Regions from separate parts of the Oryctolagus cuniculus genome. Here region 1 is linked to region 2. The links are chromatin contacts, called in public Hi-C maps. All regions are on one chromosome and are shown on one strand. The core of a region is the stretch at or near the end of the contact, and the rest is flanking DNA. Distances in the headings are between cores, read along the strand shown. Region 1 overlaps MLLT10 (MLLT10 histone lysine methyltransferase DOT1L cofactor). Region 2 has its middle 21 kb from the start of SKIDA1.

Evidence for each region. A called contact is a pair of places that touch in the nucleus more often than the background predicts.
Region 1: a Hi-C map of embryonic fibroblasts shows a contact between it and region 2, with 3 times the contacts expected there. The contact joins two enhancer-like sites. A contact is called at or near these places in 6 of 6 Hi-C or Micro-C datasets (ear pinna, embryonic fibroblasts, liver and 3 more).

What each region holds. Positions count from the first base shown.
Region 1 is chr13:48,038,677-48,042,108 of mOryCun1.1, reverse strand. It overlaps MLLT10 (MLLT10 histone lysine methyltransferase DOT1L cofactor), which reads right to left. Exons shown (of 27, transcript XM_070055479.1): 19 at 413-530. Among named protein-coding and RNA genes, the nearest start is that of MLLT10, 200 kb to the right of the region's middle. Within about 2 kb of position 1,303, at least 2 of the 8 cell types and tissues checked have an H3K27ac peak or open chromatin away from gene starts, as enhancers often do.
Region 2 is chr13:47,805,240-47,808,791 of mOryCun1.1, reverse strand. No RefSeq gene overlaps it. Among named protein-coding and RNA genes, the nearest start is that of SKIDA1, 21 kb to the left of the region's middle. Within about 2 kb of position 2,136, at least 4 of the 8 cell types and tissues checked have an H3K27ac peak or open chromatin away from gene starts, as enhancers often do.

The DNA of each region.
Region 1 (3,432 bases), core at 54-2,553, 230 kb before region 2:
ATTACTAAACACTGTAGAAATTCTCTAACAGGATTTTTTTTTAAACCAAGTTTGTGTAATGCAATTTCATGAATTATGCAAATAAAGATTTAGGCTAGTCACAGAAAAGCCCAGTGTTATGTTACTTTCCTTGCACAGAACTGAGAACTGAACACATCAATCACGGAAGTCACAGGAGACATGGTTGCATTCCTGCTGCTGATGGCTCTGCTTAAACATTTACATTTCAGACAGTAAAACAGCACAGCATACTACTCACTTCCAACTCTGATTCTTTTGGTTAAGAAAAAGGACACAATTCTCTATTAACCACACCCTTAGACATTTTTCAAATGAGTTCAGAAGGGGGTAGGAGAGGCAATTACATCGGGTAGAGTAGAATTTTAGAGTTTAATAATTCTTGAAAACTTACCTGTTTGACTGTTTTCAGTCTGAGCTATAAGAGCTGCCATTGATGGATTTGTATTTAATCTATTGCCATACATATGAGATGGTGCCTGACTAAGAGAGGATCCAGATAGAGTATTTGCCTAAATAAAAAGAATTATAAGTTAACTCTATTTGAAAATATCTTAATGTTTTTCCTTCTAATATATCTAGTAATTATTCTCTGCAACAAGGATAGTATAAGCAAGAATCCCTAACTTTTTAAAAAGCAGATTTTTATTCTTACTTGGTTTTGCCAATTGAACATGTGAATTTTTGAAAAATCGCATCACTACAAACTAAAGAAAAAAATGAAACACTGGCACACTCAAAAAACTATTCTTGCTTTTAATTTTCAAAGTAGCTGGTTCATAGTGAAGCCCAGCGGCACAGTAGCCATGTGGATATACAACTACTTATTTAATCTTGTTAAACCATTTATAAATAAGGCAGGTAGACAACAGATTGTCTAACAAAATACCATAATCTCTTATATCACAAGCTGGTTAAGGAAGTAAAAACTTCCAACTACTATTACTAGTATTTTAAGTACATGGAGCCATACTGCCATTGCTTAACTCTGTCATTAGTAAAACCTGCACACTATTTTGTTACTTCCTATTTTGATAGACTTGGAAGCCTGCTGCTTTTTCTGTTTTGTTTTGTTTTGTTTTGTTTTTAAAAGAAAGCAAATAGGCATCACAAGTATGCTTTCTATACAATGCAGGGCTCAACGAATCACAGCTCTGCCCTGACCCCATATAAGGCACTGTCTTTTTGGCAGAAAGCCAGCTCAACTAACTGAAGAGCTCGTCCAAAGTTTGTAATTCATTCATGTTGCTAACCACAATTCTGAAGGCCTCTCCTGGGACCTGTGCCAAACAAGCGAAAATGAACCCTTAAACAGATGAAGCTAAAGAGGCTGGCCAAAGTATTGCATAATCCAATGTAATAAAAATGCCTCCTTTGATGTGCATGCTCTCTCCCACTTTCCAAGAATATTACAACCTTAAAATGTGGCATTTTGAAGCAAATCTCCTATACTCAAAATACTGTTACTCACTGGGCTGAAATAATTTTCAGATTTAACAGAAACACAAATTTTAAAGTAGACTTCTTGTTCATGAATGAAATTGAGCATAAGCTTTATCAAATGAAATCACTGCATAATTATTTTTAGAACAAAAATCTAGGAAACAATTACAAAGAACCAAAGCACTTCTAACATAAAGAAGCTAAATAACAGCAGAACAAAAGATGTGGGACACTGTGACATGTATAACTGCACACAAGAGACAAAGATGATATAGTACTTATAACAAGCAAATATTACAGAGAATTAACTATGTTTCTGGATAGTCTCATATCCTAACATTATATCTTGGCCTTTAGCCAACTTATTAACCATGAAAACTGTACTTTTACAATTCATAAAAATAGTGGCAAGATACAGAATCCTCTCCTTGCTTATCAATGTTTCAAATAGTGTGTTTCATACTTCACATTATAATTATGGAAATCCAATGTGTCAATTTCTGTGTTTCATTTTTTCAATTAAAGCTACATACAAAGTCAATGCACTTTTTCTTACAAAGTCCTGTTTAGCAATCAATTACCCTTCAGTAAAAGGTAAAAGGTTTACCTCTCTAGTCTTAGCTACTCACAAAATAACTTAGAACAAGAAAAATAAAAAATAAACCTGACTCAGATGAACCAGATATCACCAGACTATGTGTTAAATAAGTCTCAGATACCACAAACTGAAAAATTCCTTTTGCAGAGCCAACTGACTCCTACTATAGACACAATTCGAGAATAATCAACTAAGCATACAATAGAATAGAGGCAGAAAATTAATTAGAAGGAGGAAGAAAAACTACCATCTTGAGAGAGCTTTTGGCAGCAAGAAGTAACAGCTAACAGCAAGAGATGAGAGAATAAAAAATTAGTAAGAGTGAGGATGCTACAGAGTGTATGTAGAGGAGGTGGGGAGGAGCTAGTCCTCAAAGAACTGGTACCTCTAGATGCCCTAGCACCTGCAAAGCAAGCCAACATGCTTAGCCTTCTGTCCTTCCATATTTGTGCAGTCATCTCTGTGGTAAAATAGCTCAATTTTAACTAATACTACACCACTTAGAATGTCTCTTTAGCTCCAATTACAAGTCAGTAGGTAAGACTCAAACTACCCAAATCCTCAGAAATATACTTTTTGTAGGAAGGGTCCCTTCTGCTAAGAACTTCATATTTATATTTATTAGCTTAAAATTTCAGAGGCCAGAAATTTTCTGGATCAAGTCTTCAAATTATCTTATTTTCTCTATCATTGGGGCCACTATACTAAAAGCAAAATAAAAAGCAATACAGCATATGACCATAAACAGATTGAAAATAAAAGTTAAAATTTTAGCACATCACAAAGCAGAAAACTCTACTTTTAAAAGATGACGGCAGAATTAAAATAAAATGAGAATATTATCTTCAATGATCTATTTCCCAAGATATTGAAATGGTTAACAACAACAAAAAAGCTGATATTTAAAAATTTTTTTAATTTTGCACTTTAAAAAATTACTACATTTCCCTCAATAAGACACTTTCAAAAGAGAAATCAAAACAAGTTATTAGTTTTCCTAATAGAATTGTTTTGGAATACTAAAACATCTAGTCATTCTACATTAATTCCTGCTGGAAAACTCAAGTCATGAACATCATTTTAAAGTGAGTAGCAAGGGACTAGCATTGTGGTACAGTGGGTTAAGCTGTCACCTACAATGCCTGCATCTCATATAGGCACCTGTTCAAGTACTAGTTGCATAATTTCCAATTCAGCTTCCTGCTAATGTACCTGGAGAAAGCAGAAGATAGCCCAAGTACTTGGGTGCCTGCCAGATACACCTGCCATATGCATGGGAGATTCAGATGTTGTTCCAGATTCCTGGCTTCCACTGTGCCCATTCAGGGTGTGAGCCAGAGAATGGATGATATCTGTCTCCCTCCCTCTCTGTA
Region 2 (3,552 bases), core at 887-3,386:
AGGATTTGTGTTGTGTGTGTGTGTGTCCAAAGTTGTGTTAACATGTAAATTTAACCCAGGCAATTTTGAGAGCTATGGAAAGAGGGAAACTGTTTCAGCAAAGTCTGTTTTTATCAGCAGAAATGTGTGATAATGTGGGCTGTGTTTTAAGGGGGAGGGCAGTCTACGGCAATTTTGCTGCACAAAGATTTTTGATTCTTCAATGGAACTCATCCTCAAATCTGAGAAACTTGAAAAACTAGGAGTCTTAAGTATTGTGTATAAAACCAAGCCAACAGAACCTAGAAAGACAAAGCTGTGGCAGAAGACATATATCATGTCCTCATATTTTTATAGGTAAATCACAGCCAAGGGGAAATGTAACAGGAACACATGAGGACGGAGCAAATATGTTGTATACAGCAGACCAGAAAGAGGTGCTGCGCGGTAGAGCTTCACAATCATGTTTTGAGAGGTAGATTTTTTAATGAGAAGTCTCTGTGTTGGATGGGGACTGAGAGTCATAAGAATTATTTAAGCAGCAAGAAGGAACAAAAATTAATTATTAGGAGCTCAGTAATCACCAAATAAACTCTGGGCTTTGAGGTTAAAAATAGATGACTATCTTCATGTTCAATTATACAGTATCAATTACTAATACAACTGATGCTTCAGCGTCTCAGCGCGACCAGATACCATCTTTTATGGAGATATCTTGGTATTAATTAATGACTTCTTTATTCTCATTATTCACAAGGAAAAATAGGGGTCGTGTCACATTAAAATTAAGATTATCTTAGTTTATCTGGGCTCTTAAACAAAGATCATTCAAGGTAATTATATTTTGAATTAACAGAGGTAGGCAATTTATCTCGGTTTCTTTTTTTTTGTTGTTCAAAGATTGGAAAATAAAGATCAGAAATACGGAAAGTTTCATTTCGAAGATGGAAAGAAGCAAACAAACATGTCTTGACTTTTGCAATATTTCCTTTGCTAAAGGGGGAATGAGGGAACTGTAAAAGACGTGACTTTGCAAAGTCAAGTCCTTTTTAAAAGACTCGGATCGAAATTCTTGCTATGCAACAAGGATTCAAGTTTGATTAATTTTCTGCAAGCGACGTGACAGCGGTGTTTTAAAAGATTAATTAAAATTGAAGTGATACGGAGCAGGAATTCAACCTGCAGAGGCGTCCCTGGCGCCTTGGGGGGCTTTGCAAGCGAGTCCCAAGCCCGAACTGTGGGCTTTCCCGAGCCTGGGACGCAACTCCCGGTCTCCTGGAGAGGAACGCGGAATTTGGCAGAGCGCCCGCCTAGCCGCCTGGCATCCCGAGCTGGCCGCCAGCTCTCGGGGGTGGGGACGGGGTGTGTCCCGGGGAACCCGCTGCCGAGAAAACTGCGAGCGCGGCTGTCGCCAAGACGGAGAGCACAGGGTCACGCCGCAGAGTCTGGACGCGGCTCCAGTCAGCCTCAAGCTGACGGCCTCGGGGCCGCGGCCGCTTCTGGAGGGGTGGGGGCACCTACTTCGTGACCCGGCTTGTGCGGAGCCCCCGCCAGGGCGCGAGCGTGCACTGGTGCCGGATGCGTGGAAGGCGCCCAGCGGAGGCGTACCCGCAACGGCCGAGGACGTGCAGAGCTCCGGGGGGTTGCAGCTGTCAGGGCGCGAGCGTGGGCCTGGCCCGGCAGCCCTGCCCGGTGACCTGGGACTCGGGACCCGAGCCGCCGCCCCGGCCACGTCCTCTCAGCTCCCGGTTCATTTTCCCGCCCCAGCCTCCCCCTCACCCCCCGCTTCACTCCGCGACGCCGCCTTCGTCCGACAGAGAAATTAAGCTGAACACCATTGTAACTGTACTCAAGGAGACACAATCCCCGGAGCCCTCGGGGTCGCGCGCGGCGCAGAGGCGACGCGGGTGGCGCCGCAGAGGGTGGGGTGGGCGAACACGGGGGCGTTCGTTCGCAATTAGCCTCCCTAGGGCGCGAGTGCCGCGTCCTCTTCCCTCCGGGAGCGGGGTCTGGAGGCCGAACGGTGCGAGCCCGGCCGGCGGGGCCGCGCGCCCCGGGCCACGCAGCTACTCGGCGTGGGCGAAGGCCGGGGCGGCCATCCCTCCGGGGGGCTGCCCCTCCGGCGTGCGGCGGCGCCGGGAAAGCCCTTCCTCCGTGGCCCGGTCCCAGGGGTCGGGGCCTAGAAGGGTCCCTGGGGGAATTCTCCGGGCCGGGAAGACCAGGGGCCCGCTCCTTCCCCTCGCATCTGTCTCCCCAACCCCCTTCCAGGAGACCTCGGAGGTGGCGGCTGAGTGGGAAGGGCGGCGGGAATGCGGCCGCTGCAGGCTCGCGAGCTGGGGCGTCCGGGCGAGAAAGGAAGCGCGAGGACGCGCGCGAAGGAGCCGTGGAGCGCGGGGCGCCGCCGGGGAGGGCTGGGATGGGAGGTGGCTGCCCCGGCCTCTCCGAGGGGAGCAAGGGGAACCTCTTCCCCGGGGAATCCCCACCCGGCAGCTCCCAACCTCGAGAACAAAGGGTCTGGGAAGCACGGCCGGGGTCGGGGAGCGGAGGTGGTGGGAGGCAGGAAGGCAGGCGGTGGGGGCAGGGAAGGGCGCCTCCCCACGTTTCCTCTCGCTGCGGAATGATGGAAAGCTCCCTGCAGCACACGCCTCACTGAGGCCGCTTCCAAATCCGGGAGGGCTCGGGTTCCTTACCTAACGGCTGCACTCGCGCCCTTCCTCCCACAGCGTCCCCACCCCCTCCGGGGACCGCAGCCCAGAGCTGCGAAGCCGGTGGCGCGCGGCGTTGCGGGCAGAACCGCGGGGCAGCAGCGCCCCCTGCAGGCTCGGGGCGCCTCCCCAGACACCGCGCCGCGCTGACTCGTGAGGTGGAACCCCCGCCCCGCGCATTGCTCTCCTGGTCAGCAGCCCGCGCTGCCGGCGGTGTTAAGTCTTCCTGGAGAAGGGGACCGGACCGTCCAGGGCTGTCGGAATCCGCTGCTCTCGGCGGCTTCCTCGATCCCTTGCCCGTGTCACCTGCAGGACCTCGTCGGCGGGTGCCCTGCTGTCCCTCTCAGCAGTCCTTACTGCTAATTCCCTGCGGGTCTAGGAGCCTGCGTTAAGTCCCGCGTCAGGGCGCAAAGAGTAAAAGGCGTTTCTTCAACCCTAGAGAAAACTAATTTTCGTTTATTAAAAGGCAGAAGGCCAGCGGGGAAGAACAGTCAAGGGTTGCCGTGACCGCAGGTCTTTGGGATCCAGGTGTTCAGGATAGGACTGGGGTGGGGGTGGGGGGTCTGGGAAGCTCCTTCGGCGCCCATACTCGGCAAACTCACTGGCAGGTGCGGTGCTAGAGAGCGGGCAGGAGCGCCGGCGCACAGAGGACCCTGGCCTTGCGCCCGCCGGCGACCCCGGCGTCAGCCCACTCTTTGAGAGACTTCGCTGATTTGGCGAGAACAGGAATTGGGAGAAGATCGAAGCGCAGTTTTGCTTTCTTATTTTTCTTTGACTAAATGGCATATGCATGTGAATTCTCGGTCTGTAGGAAGTAAGTCTCCTCAGCCAAGTCCTGCTTACTGGGGAAAATCTAGAGCCCTGAGCA